Linked DNA regions of Mus musculus: all the other regions are linked to region 3. The links are chromatin contacts, called in public HiChIP or PLAC-seq maps. All regions are on one chromosome and are shown on one strand. The core of a region is the stretch at or near the end of the contact, and the rest is flanking DNA. Distances in the headings are between cores, read along the strand shown.

Region 1 (3,407 bases), core at 306-2,805, 560 kb before region 3:
TCCTCCTGCCTGCTGTCTCTGCCTCCCCAGTGCTGGGATCTCAGGTGCCAGCTGCTCTTCCTGGATTTTTACATAGGTGCTGAAGGCCCAACTTTGTGTCTGTGTGGCAGACCCGCTCAGCTGGGCCACCCTCAGCCCATAAGGTTGTAAAAAGTTTCCCTTCCTCCCTCCTCCCTCTCTCGTCCTCCCCCTCCCTCCCTCTTCTTCTCTCCTTTCCCCTCCCTCCTTCCCCTCTCTCCCTCCTCCCCCTCCCTCCTTTTCTCTCTCTCCTTCTCTCTCTCTCCTCCCTTCCCTCCTTCTCCCAACCTCTTCCCCATCCCTCCTCCTTTTCCTTCTCTCCTTCTCCCTCCCTTCTCACCACTCTCCCCCCTCCTTTCTTTAACACTTTAACAGTTTTATCTCCCTCTTTGATGGTTGTTGAGTTTTCTAATTGAGTCCATGTTACTTTCAGCCAGGTTGCTGACAGGATGCAGACCTGGGATTTTTTTCATATAGTTGAAAATTTTGATGATATTAATTTATTTCTCAAATCCCATGTTTTCTCCATTATTTCAAACTGACATTGGCTATAATAGGTACAAAATTTCTGTTAGATTTCAAACTCTTAATATCAAAGACGAACTGACTAGGGCCGAGGAGAGAGGAAGGAAAAGCCAGTGGCGAGGGGTCAGGGGGTAAAAGCAGACTATAGTGCGTGAGTGGACATGCCACATCGAAAACACTCACTTTGTACAATTAACATGTCCTAAAGATATTTAAAGCAATACAAATAATTTTCCTGTTTTGAGCCAGGGTCTCATGTACCACAGGATAGCCTTGAACTTACTAAGTAGCTGAGGATAACCCTGAACTCCTCATCCTCCTGTCTCAGCATCCCTAAAGGTTGAATAACCCTGGCTTTTAAATCCATGACTTGAAAAACCGCTTACTTACATCCTGCGGACCACTTCTGTGCCCCCCCCCCCCCACCGTGTGCCATCTGCTAATCTATTTATATCCCAGTCTACAGCCTCAGAACAACAAGCAGCTGTGGGTGTCAGGTGGGGCAGGACGATGGGACCCTCATTTCTCCCTTTTCTGGAGTTGTCTGGATTTTTCAATGTGGAATTTACAATCAGATAACAGTACACACACACACACACACACACACACACACACACACACACACACTGGCTTTTTATTGGAATTTCACTTATTTCAAACACTCCCCCATCGCACAATTCTGTGACCTTGACTGTTCCCCTGCCACTCCATCGGTTCAAGTCCTGGTCCCTCCAACGCCCCCATCTCCTTCTGAGCCAAGGTTCAGTCATATCAACCTCATGTGGCCTTAAGATGGACTGTCACCAACACCCAGAAAGGGGTTTTGGAGGCAGAGAGAGAGAGAGAGGGAGAGAGAGAGAGAGAGAGAGAGAGAACTACATCTGAATACCAAGAACCGAAAGTCAGCAACTTTGGTCAAAGATAGAATAGAAGAGGCCCGTATGAAGGGCTGTGGGCTGTGGGGAGATCTGAGGGCAGGCAGGGGAAGAGAAACTTCGAGGAGTGGCCAGGGAGGAGAAGAAAGTGGGACCTCCAGATAGGAGCCTGGTCCCGAGCCGTGGGAGCAGGTGCACCAGCCACAGGAGGGCACAGCGGTGGTGGGCGTGGGGGGGCACAGCGGAAGGCAGATTTCTCTTCCTGCAGGATCTCCACTCACTGCAGTCTTTAGCCAACTCAGTGGAGGGCAATGTCCTCAGCTTCAAAATCACATTTTACTGAGATAAATGGCATGCATTGAGAAATGCCAAAGCACACACGTTCCTTGTTTGCACCACCATCTGAGATGCTGTTCCAAGTTCCCCTTGCATCTCTAGAGGTTGCCAGTGTCCTGATGTTGTTGTTGTTGTTTTTAAATCAAAATATGATTACTATTATAATATGGAAAAAAGACCTTAGAAAATTCAAGGTTAGGGATGAAATGTACTGAAAAGGGGATTAGAACCCAGGCCAAGATGGGACACTGTGGGAGAATCAGGAGTGGGAACATCTTACAGGCCTGTCGAGGAGGAACAAGGTCCCAAAATGCCTCCATCTTCATGAGGGACCTTAGCTACCCAACTCAGAGGAAACAGCCTGAGGCCAGCCCCATGGCGGTTGGGGTGACTAGTTCCAATACTTGGTGACCCCATGCAGATCACTGTAGCTCTTTACTTAATGTAGCCCAAGATGGCTACCTGGATGCAGTACACAGGACCTTGGCTGGGCAGGAAAGCCCAGCTAGTCTGCAGATTCCAAGACACTGTGAAGGTTTCTGTAATTCTCTGGGGCCTTCTGGTTTCTCTCATGGGTTTCTTCCTGCACGTATTGCTTCACTTGCTCAAGGCCCAAGAGAACCTCTGTCACTACTGTGGAACATTTTGGTCATAACTCTGACCTCTGTATCTTAGCCCTGTGCCAAGGGAAGAGAACGACCTTTTTCTCTGTGGAAATTAAGTGTGATGGTGAACATACATGATATACATACATACATACACACACACACACACACACACACACATATATATGCATATATGATATACGTGTATACATATATACATACACACATACATATATGTGTAGGACATCCATATGCATATGTATATACCTACATACACACACACACACACGCACACACATGCACGCACAAACACACGCGCATGCGTACACACGCACATGCACATAGCCTTTCTTCCTGGAAAGGTTGGAGAGATGCAACAAGGTTCAGGAAGGTCCTTGAATTTAGGGGAATCAGCTCCCAGATGAGCTGAGGTGTTCTAGTGCCAGGGTGCAGGGTGATGGTCAACGGTCCTGGGAGGCAGGACTTTGGGACGCTGGTGTAGGAGGCAATGCCTAGTCTTGGCAGTGTCTACTCGAGGCAGGGAGGTGGAGTCCTTGGATGTATTTGCAGCCAGGCAAGTGGTGACCACATGGTACTTGCTGAGCAGCTGCTGAGCTGCAGTCCCCTAATTAGAGAGGGCAAGTCCTGTTTGAAGCCTCAAACTCAGGCTCAGGTTCTAATCAGCGTTTGCATTCCAGCACATCTGGCAAAAATGAAAACAGCTGTGAGGATGGCAAGATGCAGGGGACAGGAGAATCTGTCCTTGCTTGTCAGCGTCCAGCAGATACCGAGCTCTTCACGTTGAGTTTTCTTTGTCTCCCTTCCTTTTAGGCTTTCCAAGGAACATGGTGCCTCTAAGCAGGCATGTGCTTTGACCCCCAAAAGACACCCTTTGCGTCACTGACAGTCCCTTTGTATTGGGCTACTGTCTGTCATTTCTGATGGGCTGGCTGGTGGGAACTGTCCCACAGACTCCAGCCCCAGGGCTGACAGTAGGTCTGTCTTCAAGCTGTTGGGCTGTGTTCAAGTCACAAACAAAACCAGAGAA
Region 2 (3,514 bases), core at 889-3,388, 600 kb before region 3:
CTTGATCTCAGTCCCTTTCTGTCCTGGCTAGGCTCATCTTTTTTGTGCTTAGAACGCCTGGGCTTATGTCTCTATCCTGGGGCCCATCAAGGCCACAGACCAGGCTAGAAAGGCAACTTCTGCTTTCCAGTCCCCACTACACCCCAGGTAGAGCTGGGGTGGGGCTCAGTGTGGCCGCCTGTTACTGTGTTGCTGCACCGTCTAGTTCTTGCTTTAAAGGGGACTCAGTTTCCCCTCTGAAGCCTGTAAGGAGATGTCTGTTTTGTGGAAAGTAAGGAGCTAAGACGTGAAAGATGTTTAGTATCTCCTGACTCTGTTTCTCGCCCTGTGGCTGGGAGGTGGGCCTTTAGGAAGATGGAAAGAGAAGAGGACATACATGCTTATAGCATGTCAAAGTCTACATAGATCAAAGTGAGGACGGGCATCCGGCTGTCCTGAGGCTGCAGACTGAAATGCAGAGCGAGGTTCAGAAGACTTGACGTGGGAACCACAAAATTAGCATAGCAATTTTCTGACAAAGAGAAAGGCTGCTGTGCCCCCTCCCATCTCGGGAGTCCGAGCTTCTGTTAGAAAACCTGTGCAATACAAAAACTGAGAAAGCCCGTGTGGCATGCAAGAGACCTACAAAGCCCCAGGACTGTTAGCATCTAACATTCTCTCTCCATTGAAAGTATATTCTTTCCTAAATGCTACTGTTTGGTACCCACTGCCACACAGTATCTGCCAATATCAGTCCTACTCCTGAAATCTGCCAATCAGTAGCAACCCTGAGATACTAGAATGACAGACACTCTTCTCCCAACTTTTTATAAGGAGGACACCAATATCTTAGTCCACTGTGAAGTTCCCGAGACCCTGGTAGCAAGAAGCAGATCAACAAATAGACTGCATTATTAGCCTAGGGTCACACAGCACAGGATCCTTCGGGAACAAAGAGACAAATCTGCAGAAATGAATGTACAACTGTGCTGAAGCGTGGGTGGAGCCAAAGGCTCTGATCTAATTGGAGAGCCCGTCTTAGCGTCTCTGTCTCAACAGCATTATTCTTTCTCTCTGGGAACAAGAAGGGCCCCTCTAGACACAGGACCTTTCTTTTTCTCCCTTTCCCTGTTCGATTTTTATAATAGGGATTAAACACAGGGTCCCACATGTGTTAAACAAGGATTAAAAAAAAAAAACTCTACATTTGGTCATTCTTCGGGGCAGGAAAACTTACGTTGCTGTCCAGAGAGGGGATGTATTGTAGCCTGAGGTAGGATAGGCCTGAGTGAGGGATCTGAGGTTGTTTAGAGAAGGATGCACATCCATATTACACAAAGGTAAAGGATCGGGGCTGCCTAGTGCATTATTACAAGAGGGTCTGTGCATAATTGAAAACCAATAGGGTCCCAGGCTGCTGTTACTCCCTGAGTTTCCCACTTTGGGGTAGCCCTTCCTGGTACTCAAATATTGCATTGGAATTAGACTGTCTGGGAAAGGATGTAACCACAATAGAGACAGCTGTCTGTAGTAAGGCCCTGGCTAGGAGCTGACAGCGGAGTGGCTGTCCACTGCCCCCGTTTCTAGCCATCCCACTGTGCAGTAGGTAATCTCTTGAAGAGCATATGGGTAACACATGACAGTGTCTACTGCTCAAGGTGTTTTACCTCCCAGGACGGTGAGTCTCTCTGATGAGTCACCCATGCTTTACTTGTATCAAAGCATTTATGACCCATGGTTACAGGTTGTTAAACATTGGGCTTGCAGGCCATTGCCAGCTCAGACGGGGCTGTCCTGGGGGTGGGGATGTTTCTACAGAGAGAGTGATAGGTGCTTTCTTGGTCTATTAAAGGGTCCTGAGGTCCTGTAATGTGGGCTGAGCACCCATCCCAGTGAAGCCCTGAGCAGACCCTAAGCCTTTCTTGGGGGATCTACCCAATATGGCTACTCACAACCTGCTTTTGGGGGTACCCGTGCTTTGCCAATAGCCCTGTAATTTCAAAGTTCCCCCCACCTCCATGGTCTCCTGGATCTGGGGGTGGAGGTTGGAACTGCTGAAGGGCTTGGTGGTGCAGGTCCCAGCAGTTAAGGTGACGGTTATGGCTTGGCCATTACTAGTGTTTTTTCCTTTGGAAGGGCAGCACAAAGCAAATACAGGTGCATTACTCTGGGAACTCAGAGGGAGGGCAAAGGGCCCTTCCCAGCCTCCCCATCTGTGCCAGGGCAGCCCAGGGCTGGCTGCCACGTGGAATGCTTTTGGTCCTGAGGATGATAGCAAGTGGAAGTGCATTGTAGGTGCAGAGGAACTCAGGATGGGGCTCTGAGGGGGTGCGTCCTCTGGAGAAGCCGAGGAAACATAGGGTGCAGGCATAAGCACCCAGGTGAAGGGGACACGGCTTGATTTGCTCCTCACATCTTGAAGGAGCCCAGAGTGGAAGAACCTTGTCCTAGAAAATTCTGGGCAGTAGCATAGATCTCTGCAGCTCTCAGGTTTTTCTTCTTCTTCCCTGGGCTCTGACTGTCATGGGAAGCTTGCTTTGATGTCCTCTGAGGCTCTGTCTCCTTGGCAGGTTCCAATCATCTTGGCTGTTCCCTTCTCCCTCCCAGGGTTAGAGAACATAGGCTGTAACTGGAAACTGCCCCCACAAGCCTGTGACACCCATTGGGGCCTTTATGGTCTCATCCCTGTGTCTCATGCCTCTGCTTGTTTCTCCACTCCCAGCCCGCCCCAGGATGCCTTTCTGGCTCTGCTTGCTATCTACCGTGACTGCCCAGCCAGCCTCTGCTGGTCCTTGCCAACAGATGAGGGCTGCTCACCCTGCTTGCTTCAGTTTCAAGGCATTTCCATCCTTTTGCCCAGTGACTATGACTCTTGATGATGAAAATAATAACAGCAACAAAGACAAAACTAGCCTGCTGAGGGTTGGGGACATTACGTAACTTGCCTAAGGTCCTGTAGTCAGAACCGAGGCTGGATAGGAGCTGCCTGGCTCTGAAGGGTATCACACGTTAGCTGTGTTTTTCTCCCCTGGATACTGGGACCCCCATCACACCCTTGATGGAAGCCATCCCCCATATTCAGGTTGGGGAGATGGAATCTCAGAGTCTCACTCCACAGTCTTCCATAACTACTGCCTTGCTGTTTCCCCTGACAACCTGTTTTCTCTTCTTGCTCCTGCTCAGAACCTCCTCCAGCCGTCTCTGGCCACTCGCTGCGTCACACGAAGCCTCATCTAGATAATTTTCCACTTCACACCGCAAAGAATAACAGAGCCAGGGGCTATTTGTGTAGGGAAAACTCCTCATAGCCAAGTGGCCCCGTGACCACGCTGGGCAGACAGTGGCTGCAGGGCATGGTGGCTGCAGGAGCTGGAAGAAATTAACTCCGGTGTAGATTTCCACTCATCCCTGGCTACTACGTTCGGGGTGGAGTTTCCATATTTCCTGGCCATCTGAATCCACTTCTGAGTCTTTAATCTCAGGCCCTGGTGGGGGGGCTCGTGCCTGGCCTCTTGAGAGACTAGGCATGCAGAAA
Region 3 (3,541 bases), core at 731-3,230:
TACAAGTTAGTTTGGGTGCAGTTTCTCTCTTAGATGGGTTAGGAAGCCTGGCTTCCTTTTCTAGGCTGGCGTCTATGGCTGGGGCGATTAGTGCAAGGGAGCGCACACACGCGGTGAGGCAGTATTCAGGCTTAGAGCTCTCCCCTGTGATCAAAAAGATATTTAAAGTAGCACCCTTAGGAGACAGCTCAGTAACTCGCTCCACCTGTAATGTATATCGGGAGTGAGCGCTAGGGACACAGAGGCCACCAGCTACGAGGAAGTCGGGTGGGAGATGTGGGCGCCACAGGTAGTGGCATAGAGGAGCGGGCAGTGGAAGAAGAGGGAGACTGAGTGGCTCAGGGAGGTGACTCAAGTCTGAGGGAGGACTGGTGGAAGAATCCGGAAAGAGAGCAAGAGACAAGGAAAGACCGACATGGGACGTGGGCGGCGGCGGCGGCGGCGGGGGGGGGGGGGGTTTGCATAGTTGTAAGTGGTGCAAGCAGAAAGGGGAGGCAGAAGCAGTGACTCAAAGGGGGAGGGCACAGGAGTGCTCCCCAGTATCATCCCTAGCCTGTGAGAGAGCAAGCAGTCACACTCAACTCTGTCCACTCCTCAACCCCCAGAGCGCCTCTCAGGCACAGGAGCACGGGTCCCCAGACCATCTGAGCACAGCGATCCACTTTTTGTATTTTCTAGTCTCGAGTTGCAAAGAGGCGCAAACAACCTCTTTTGCGCGCTCCGGGTACCTTTTCTGGGCCCTGCTGGGCGCGCGGGGAGGGAAGGTCAGAGAGTGGCAACTGCGCTAGGGAGGGTCATGACAGGTCCCTTGCTGAATTTGGAAGGCATTTGCACCCCAGCAGTAAAAGCCCCAAATTAATGGCTACGTGAAGAGCTTTAAATAAGACGGATGGTGAGAAATGTTACCCAGCTAGCCCTCTTCTTTAGTCCTCCTAGGGGACGACTCCCAATTTTTCATTGATTTCACCAAATCACAGTTGCGTCAACTACCTTGTTACGAATCGCCGGGGATTTTGGTAAAATGATTCTATTTGGAAGCGTTGGAAGTTTTAAAATAATAGGTTAGGCAAGACATATAACAGAACATCACGCTGAGAGGTGAGCCAGCCCGATATTGCTTCTGCCTGGTTCTTGGGGTGTATCAGCCTCCGGCGGATTTCCCGGCTTCTGTGGGCGCCGCCGCACGTTGTTTGATTTGTTTTGAAGGCTCAGAATTTGAGGCTGGTCGGAGACACCCACGTGCTTCTGATTCCCATCAGTATAATGATCGCCTCAGTTTGAGTCGTGTCTATATAAACCACAAAAACCTAATCATTAGAAATCCCAGCCTCCAAAAACCACATTTTAGGTAAAAAAACAAACAAAAAAAAAAAAAACAAACAAAAAAAAAACAAAACTGCTGCCGCTCCCCGCACTCCTTCATCTCTCAACCACAATCTTTTGGGGATTCCAAAATCGCCTCCCCCCATAACGCCGGGAAACAAAAACATAAATAAATAATTACTGAACTTTTTTTTAAACTTTTTATTTTTAACCCCCCAAAGTGGGGAGTGGCTAGAAAGACAGTTAGACACTAGACTTAGTCTGAGACGAAGACTACACTTAATAAAAGATTGGGAAATGAATGGATAACCGCTGTGTATTCCCCCTTTCCCAGCAAGCATTTTATCAACTTACAACTTATTTTAATTACCAAGCTGTCATTTTTTAGTTCTTTTTATTAAAAAAGCAACCCATCCTTATTCTCCAATAATGACAAGAAGGAATATATAAGAAAAGTGTCCAGACATCCGTTAGAGTTTCTAAAACTATTTTGACAAACACTCCTGTCACCCATTTTGGTGTCACCTAAGGGGGGGCACTCCCGAAGCCTGTAAAAACCTGCCCCCCGCCCCAACCAATGTGGGGTGGGGTTGGGGGCAGGGTGAAGAGTGCTCAGAAGTCAACGTGGAGACTTGAGAATTTCCCTTCCTCCTCTCCTGAAGTTAACAACGAAAAATTAACGCCAGTCGGAGCAGCCTGAGGCTCTCCCGCTTCTCAGCTTTAGCGTCGTCAGACCGAGAAGTGGTTCCCGGTCCTGAGGGTGAAGTGGGGAGCCGAGGACGCAGGCGGCGATGTCCTAGGCGGGGACCTCCTCCCTACAGCTTCGGGCGCCGAGCGAGCGCAGCGGCGCTTCTAGCGGCCGGCGGGCGGCGGCAGCGGCTGCGATCCGCAGGCTCCAGATCTGTCGCCCCGAGATCCGCTCTCCCCCCGCCCCCACTTACCTCCCGGCACCTTGAAACGCGAGGGGGGCCCGGGGCACTTTGCAAAGAGCAGGAGAGACGAGGCTGCGAGCTAGACGGCGGCGAAGGAGAGGGCGAGAGGAGAAGCCGGGGAAAGGAAGGACTCGGCGGCCGGAGGACTCGGAGCGCGCTGCCGGCGCGGGGAGCGCGCAGCGGCCTCGGAGGAGGAGGCGGAGGAGGCGGCGCGGGCAAGCGACGGCGCCGCGAGCTGGGCAGCCGCGCTCTGCTTGGCGGTGGCGGACAGCGAGGAGCCACACGCACCGCCGAGATGGACTGCTGAACCTGCGGGGCTCCACTACCGTACTGGAACCCGGAGCGGGGCGCCAGCGCACCCAGGACACGGTGCCCCAAGGGGCCCCTACTGCAAGCTGTTAACTTCAAGTCCCTTGCGGCGGCTGGGCCAAACACGCCCCCGCGTCCCGCTCGTTGCAGCCACCGCCAGGGACTCCCAAGCCTCCCGGTGGAGATCCGCGCCTCTCGGGTGTCCCCACCCGCTACCCCGACTCTGTCCGGTCTCCAGTCGCCGGCCCCCAGCAGACTCCGCCCGGCACACGGCTTCCTCGAACTTGATTTCTCACCTCCTCTGTCCCGTCACCTCCATCCTCTTTCCGCCCCCGTCTCGCCTCCACCCCCTCGATTTCCTCCTCCTCGCCCCCCATTTCCACCCTCCTCCCCCTCCCCCGGCCACTTCGCTAACTTGTGGCTGTTGTGATGCGTATTCCTGTAGATCCGAGCACCAGCCGGCGCTTCAGCCCCCCCTCCAGCAGCCTGCAGCCCGGCAAGATGAGCGACGTGAGCCCGGTGGTGGCTGCGCAGCAGCAGCAACAGCAGCAGCAGCAGCAGCAACAGCAGCAGCAACAACAGCAACAGCAACAACAGCAGCAGCAGCAGCAGCAGCAGGAGGCGGCCGCAGCAGCAGCGGCGGCAGCGGCGGCGGCAGCAGCGGCGGCGGCCGCAGTGCCCCGATTGAGGCCGCCGCACGACAACCGCACCATGGTGGAGATCATCGCGGACCACCCGGCCGAACTGGTCCGCACCGACAGTCCCAACTTCCTGTGCTCCGTGCTGCCCTCGCACTGGCGGTGCAACAAGACCCTGCCCGTGGCCTTCAAGGTAAGAGACTGGTCACCCCCAGATCCTGGCCCGGCCCCATGGAACCTTCCCGCCGTGGTCTCGGTGCCCATGGGTGTCCTCCAAGACTCCAGCCTTGGTGGCTCCACTCAGGGGACCGAGGTGGCTCTGATCTACATACCCCGCAG
Region 4 (3,545 bases), core at 955-3,454, 550 kb after region 3:
GCTCTTACTATGTGCTTTTCTTTAAGTGAGCAGGTGGGTGACAGCACGGGCATTCTAGAACTCTTTTGGGGGCCACTTGGGCTGTGGAGTAAGCGTTTTCATACAAGTAGACAAAATCTCCGAACGCTGCCAACGTGAAATTCCAAAGACACAGGTAGAATTGGTCTCCACGCTTAGTGCAGGGCAAAGGGCTCCTTTGGCTCAAAAGAACCAATTTGTGTCTGAAATATCGCTCAGGGAACCTGACACTTGAAGCTCCTACTCCCAGGGAACCTGAGTAAGCCCAAGACTGGCTCTCAAGGAAAGCGGCAAGGTTTTCTGAACGCAGCATCCAATCACCCTCCCTGCTATGGGCCTGGGCACCCAGGCCCCCACGGCCCCATCCTGCTCAGACTGGGAGGCGATCTAGCCTTGTTCTTACCTAGGTCTGCCAGCACACCCAAAACTGCTGCCTGGAGATTAGCAACATCACTTTGTAGACATAAAATAGGTTGCAACAGATTATCTATATTAAACTTTCAATATGTATATTGAATTGTGTGTGTGTGTGTGTGTGTGTGTGTGTGTGTGTGTGTGTGTGTGTGTGTTTCAAAAGTGTCAGAGAAGAGAAGATTGTTATTCGGGTTTACACAAACTTAAACCCTTCTGCTGAAGTCTATTCAACTCGTTTAGAAACAGGTGGTTTAAGCAAATTAACACCTTTCTGCTTCCAGGTTATGTGCACGACCTTTAGACCCAGTGTGTTTTCAGCGCTCTGCACTCTATTCTTGGAAAACAGCACTAGAGGATTTTATTCCCATTTGTGAAAGCCCTAGGTAATCAGGCAGTAGAGTTCGCCCCTCCCCCAAGGTCCTGGCGACTCTGCAGCCCAGCCCAGGGCTGCTTTCCTCCGCCTCAGGTTTCCCGGGTTCTGCTTCTGCAGTGTCCCAGCAAGGAGGGCTGATCAAATGTTTCTGCCTACACCTGCGGACCCGGCCTCCAGTCTCCCGCAGCTTGCAAAAGAAAAAACATTAGAGCTGCTGTCTGGTGTCTGCTACTGCTCAGGGGAGCGCCCAAGAAGCAGGGGGGCGCTTAATTTGGTTCTGCAAGAAGCTGTTGCTTTGCAGCCCAAGTCGAAACTGACAGGTCCCCTGGTTACCTGAGACGGTCCTGTAGAGTCATAATGACAGTGATAATAACAGCAGGGAACTGGGTGTTCATTTTTTTCTCTCCTCTACAAGTCACAAAGCAAGAAAATAGCTTTGTGGCCTTCGCTTTTATTTTAGTGTTTCTGAGTAAAACAAGAGAGGGTGGGTACTAGAAAATGCTGTTTTTGTTGTGCCAAAGAGGATCTCTCTCTCTCTCTCTCTCTCTCTCTCTCTCTCTCTCTCTCTCTCTCTCTCTCTCTCTCTCCCTCCCTCTCTCCCTCCCTTCCTCCCTCCCTCCCTCCCCCCCCCCCTCCGCTAAAGAAGAAAAGTTTACTAGTCTAGCCAGATTCCCCTGTCCCTATATCTGGAGACATCTTTCAACTTGGCCAAGATCCCTTCCCTTGGAGCTCAGGATCTGCTCTTCCCTCCGAGCTCAGGATGAGGGACGGCAACCTGTCCTACAATGTTTGGTAGACTACGGGTTAACTCTTCAAGAAGACAGCCACCTGCCAGATCGAAACTCACACCCTTCTCCGGAAGCCCCTGGCAGAAAGGCCACCGGCAGGACCAGGAGGGCGCTGGACTGTGCTCCCTAGGGAGGGTCTCAAGTCCCAGAGGGACCTGCGTCCTGACACTTGAGATCTCCTCATCTCCAGCCCGGGAGGAGGCCCGCGAATGCCGACCTACCTTCACGAAGAGCTCGATCTCGGGGTCCCTGTCGTCCCCATTAGTTGTCGCTGAGTCCGTCATGCCGTTGGCGCCCCGGACCACGGTCCCGGGCCGGAGAGGCGCCACCTCTGCAGCACTTCAGGCTCCTGCTCACAGCGGGGGCCTCTCTTTTGCACGGTGTTTAATGTTTTCTTTTTTTAAGACTACCAGTTTCTCATCAATTTCTCCAAGCAAGGACAGCGATGCCTGAGAGATCAGAGTCCCAGGTGTCACGCGGAAAGAGAGGACTCCAAGAGCCAGCAGGGGGCTAAAAGGAAAAGCGAGCTAAGGGATTGACAACAGGTCCCAAGAGCAACAAGTGCCTGACTGCTGGGAGGTGTCACAGGATCCGAGACTGTCAGCGATCCCGCGCCGCTGCCGCGGGTGCGCCCAAAATAGACCACGGCCGCGGGGCGGGGTCAGTCCGGGCGGGGACTGGAGGGAGGGGGACACCCTGGGAACTCAGCATTCGTTGGGCCCAGTCACATAGGAGACCCCTCAGTGTACGAGCTCAGACAGAGCTAAGAATGTTCTGAAGGTCATGAGGGACAGAAAGAGTGGTGTACAGAAGATGATTTTCAAGGTTTGTTTTTTTTTTTTATTTTTAAATTTTTGTTTTTTAATGAAGAGGTTCAGTTAGTCCATCAAAATCACGCACTTACAATAGCGTGGAGCGAAGAAAAGATCCTGAATTCGCTGAGCTTGCCATTTTTGCTCTGTGCAAGTGGAGAGGGAGTGGGCCAGGAGCAGGGGAGAGGCTGAGGGGTGAGCCAACCAGTAAGGTGCTGGAGTCAGAGATCTGCAGCTTTCAACTTTGTGGGGTTTTCATTCCCTTGCTTGGTTTTATTCTCCTCTGCTTTCTTATTCTCTCTCTCTCCCTCCTCCCTGTCTCCCCTCACCTCCTTCTCCTCTTCCTGGTCCTGCTCCTCCTTCTCTCTCTGCCTCTGTCTCTGATTCTGTCTCTGATTCTGTCTCTGATTCTGTCTCTGATTCTGTCTCTGTCTCTGTCTCTCTCTCTCTCTCTCAGAGAGAGAGAGACAGAGACAGAGAGAGAGAGAGAGAGAGAGAGAGAGAGAGAGAGAGAGAGAGAATTCTATAGCATAGGCTGGCTTTGGCCTTAAACTCACTATGTAACTGAGACTGGTTTGGAATTCCTCATTCTCCTATCTCAAAACCTTCTAAGTGCTGCTTACAGGTGTAGGTCACCACATCCAGCTTTCTCTTTCTCTTTCTCTTTCTCTTTCTCTTTCTCTTTCTCTTTCTCTTTCTCTTTCTCTTTCTCTTTCTCTTTCTCTTTCTCTTTCTCTTTCTCTTCCTCTTCCTCTTCCTCTTTCTTTCTCTTTCTCTTTCTCTTCCTCTTCCTCTTTCCCTTTCTTCCTTTCTTTCCTTCTTTCTTTCAGAACTATGATACAGATATACTGTGCTCACATCCTGTAAGCATAGCTCAATGTATTTTCACCAGCTGCTACCAGCACTAGATGAAGGAATAAAATATTGACTTCTTGCTCTTTTTTTTTTCTTCTGCTTTTCCACTCACCCAAGGTAACCATGACTCAGACTTGAAATAGTCTAAAGTGAGAGTTAGGGTTGGTAGGTTGAAGCTACTAACGCTGGTTTCTTTCAACCATAATGGCATTGGACACATTTCCCATAGATATAGACTTTGGTAGAGGTGTTGTTAAATCACGGAATATAAGAAGGTTCTTGATA

What was found. HiChIP or PLAC-seq counts read pairs in DNA pulled down with a chosen protein or histone mark.
Region 1: an H3K4me3 HiChIP or PLAC-seq map of embryonic limb bud shows a contact between it and region 3, with 5 times the contacts expected there. The contact joins the enhancer-like site here to the promoter of Runx2 in region 3. A contact is called at or near these places in 4 of 39 promoter capture datasets (cranial neural crest, frontonasal cranial neural crest, maxillary cranial neural crest and 1 more), 1 of 484 Hi-C or Micro-C datasets (pre-pro-B cells), 12 of 115 datasets of contacts at active chromatin or transcription factors (acute myeloid leukemia, craniofacial prominence, embryonic basal ganglia and 9 more) and 1 of 9 other capture datasets (embryonic stem cells).
Region 2: a contact with region 3 is called in an H3K4me3 HiChIP or PLAC-seq map of craniofacial prominence, with 4 times the contacts expected there. The contact joins the enhancer-like site here to the promoter of Runx2 in region 3. A contact is called at or near these places in 4 of 39 promoter capture datasets (cranial neural crest, frontonasal cranial neural crest, maxillary cranial neural crest and 1 more), 12 of 115 datasets of contacts at active chromatin or transcription factors (the NIH/3T3 cell line, craniofacial prominence, embryonic forebrain and 8 more) and 1 of 9 other capture datasets (embryonic stem cells).
Region 4: an H3K4me3 HiChIP or PLAC-seq map of embryonic stem cells shows a contact between it and region 3, with 25 read pairs. The contact joins the promoter of Clic5 here to the promoter of Runx2 in region 3. A contact is called at or near these places in 1 of 484 Hi-C or Micro-C datasets (embryonic stem cells) and 6 of 115 datasets of contacts at active chromatin or transcription factors (craniofacial prominence, embryonic stem cells, pancreatic cancer cells and 1 more).

Annotation. Positions count from the first base shown.
Region 1 is chr17:45,292,674-45,296,080 of GRCm38.p6, reverse strand. No RefSeq gene overlaps it. Among named protein-coding and RNA genes, the nearest start is that of Gm35204, 3.7 kb to the left of the region's middle. Within about 2 kb of position 1,555, at least 18 of the 459 cell types and tissues checked have an H3K27ac peak or open chromatin away from gene starts, as enhancers often do. A contact at or near this core is called in embryonic limb bud and pre-pro-B cells, where this site is marked.
Region 2 is chr17:45,339,230-45,342,743 of GRCm38.p6, reverse strand. No RefSeq gene overlaps it. Among named protein-coding and RNA genes, the nearest start is that of Gm35204, 43 kb to the right of the region's middle. Within about 2 kb of position 2,138, at least 29 of the 459 cell types and tissues checked have an H3K27ac peak or open chromatin away from gene starts, as enhancers often do. A contact at or near this core is called in craniofacial prominence and second pharyngeal arch cranial neural crest, where this site is marked.
Region 3 is chr17:44,735,087-44,738,627 of GRCm38.p6, reverse strand. It overlaps Runx2 (runt related transcription factor 2), which reads left to right and starts at 1,980. Exons shown (of 7, transcript NM_001145920.2): 1 at 1,980-3,395. The coding sequence starts at 2,994. RefSeq lists a cis regulatory region at 1,081-1,089 and a promoter at 1-2,225.
Region 4 is chr17:44,187,231-44,190,775 of GRCm38.p6, reverse strand. It overlaps Clic5 (chloride intracellular channel 5), which reads right to left and starts at 2,204. Exons shown (of 6, transcript NM_172621.2): 1 at 1,815-2,204. The coding sequence starts at 1,877.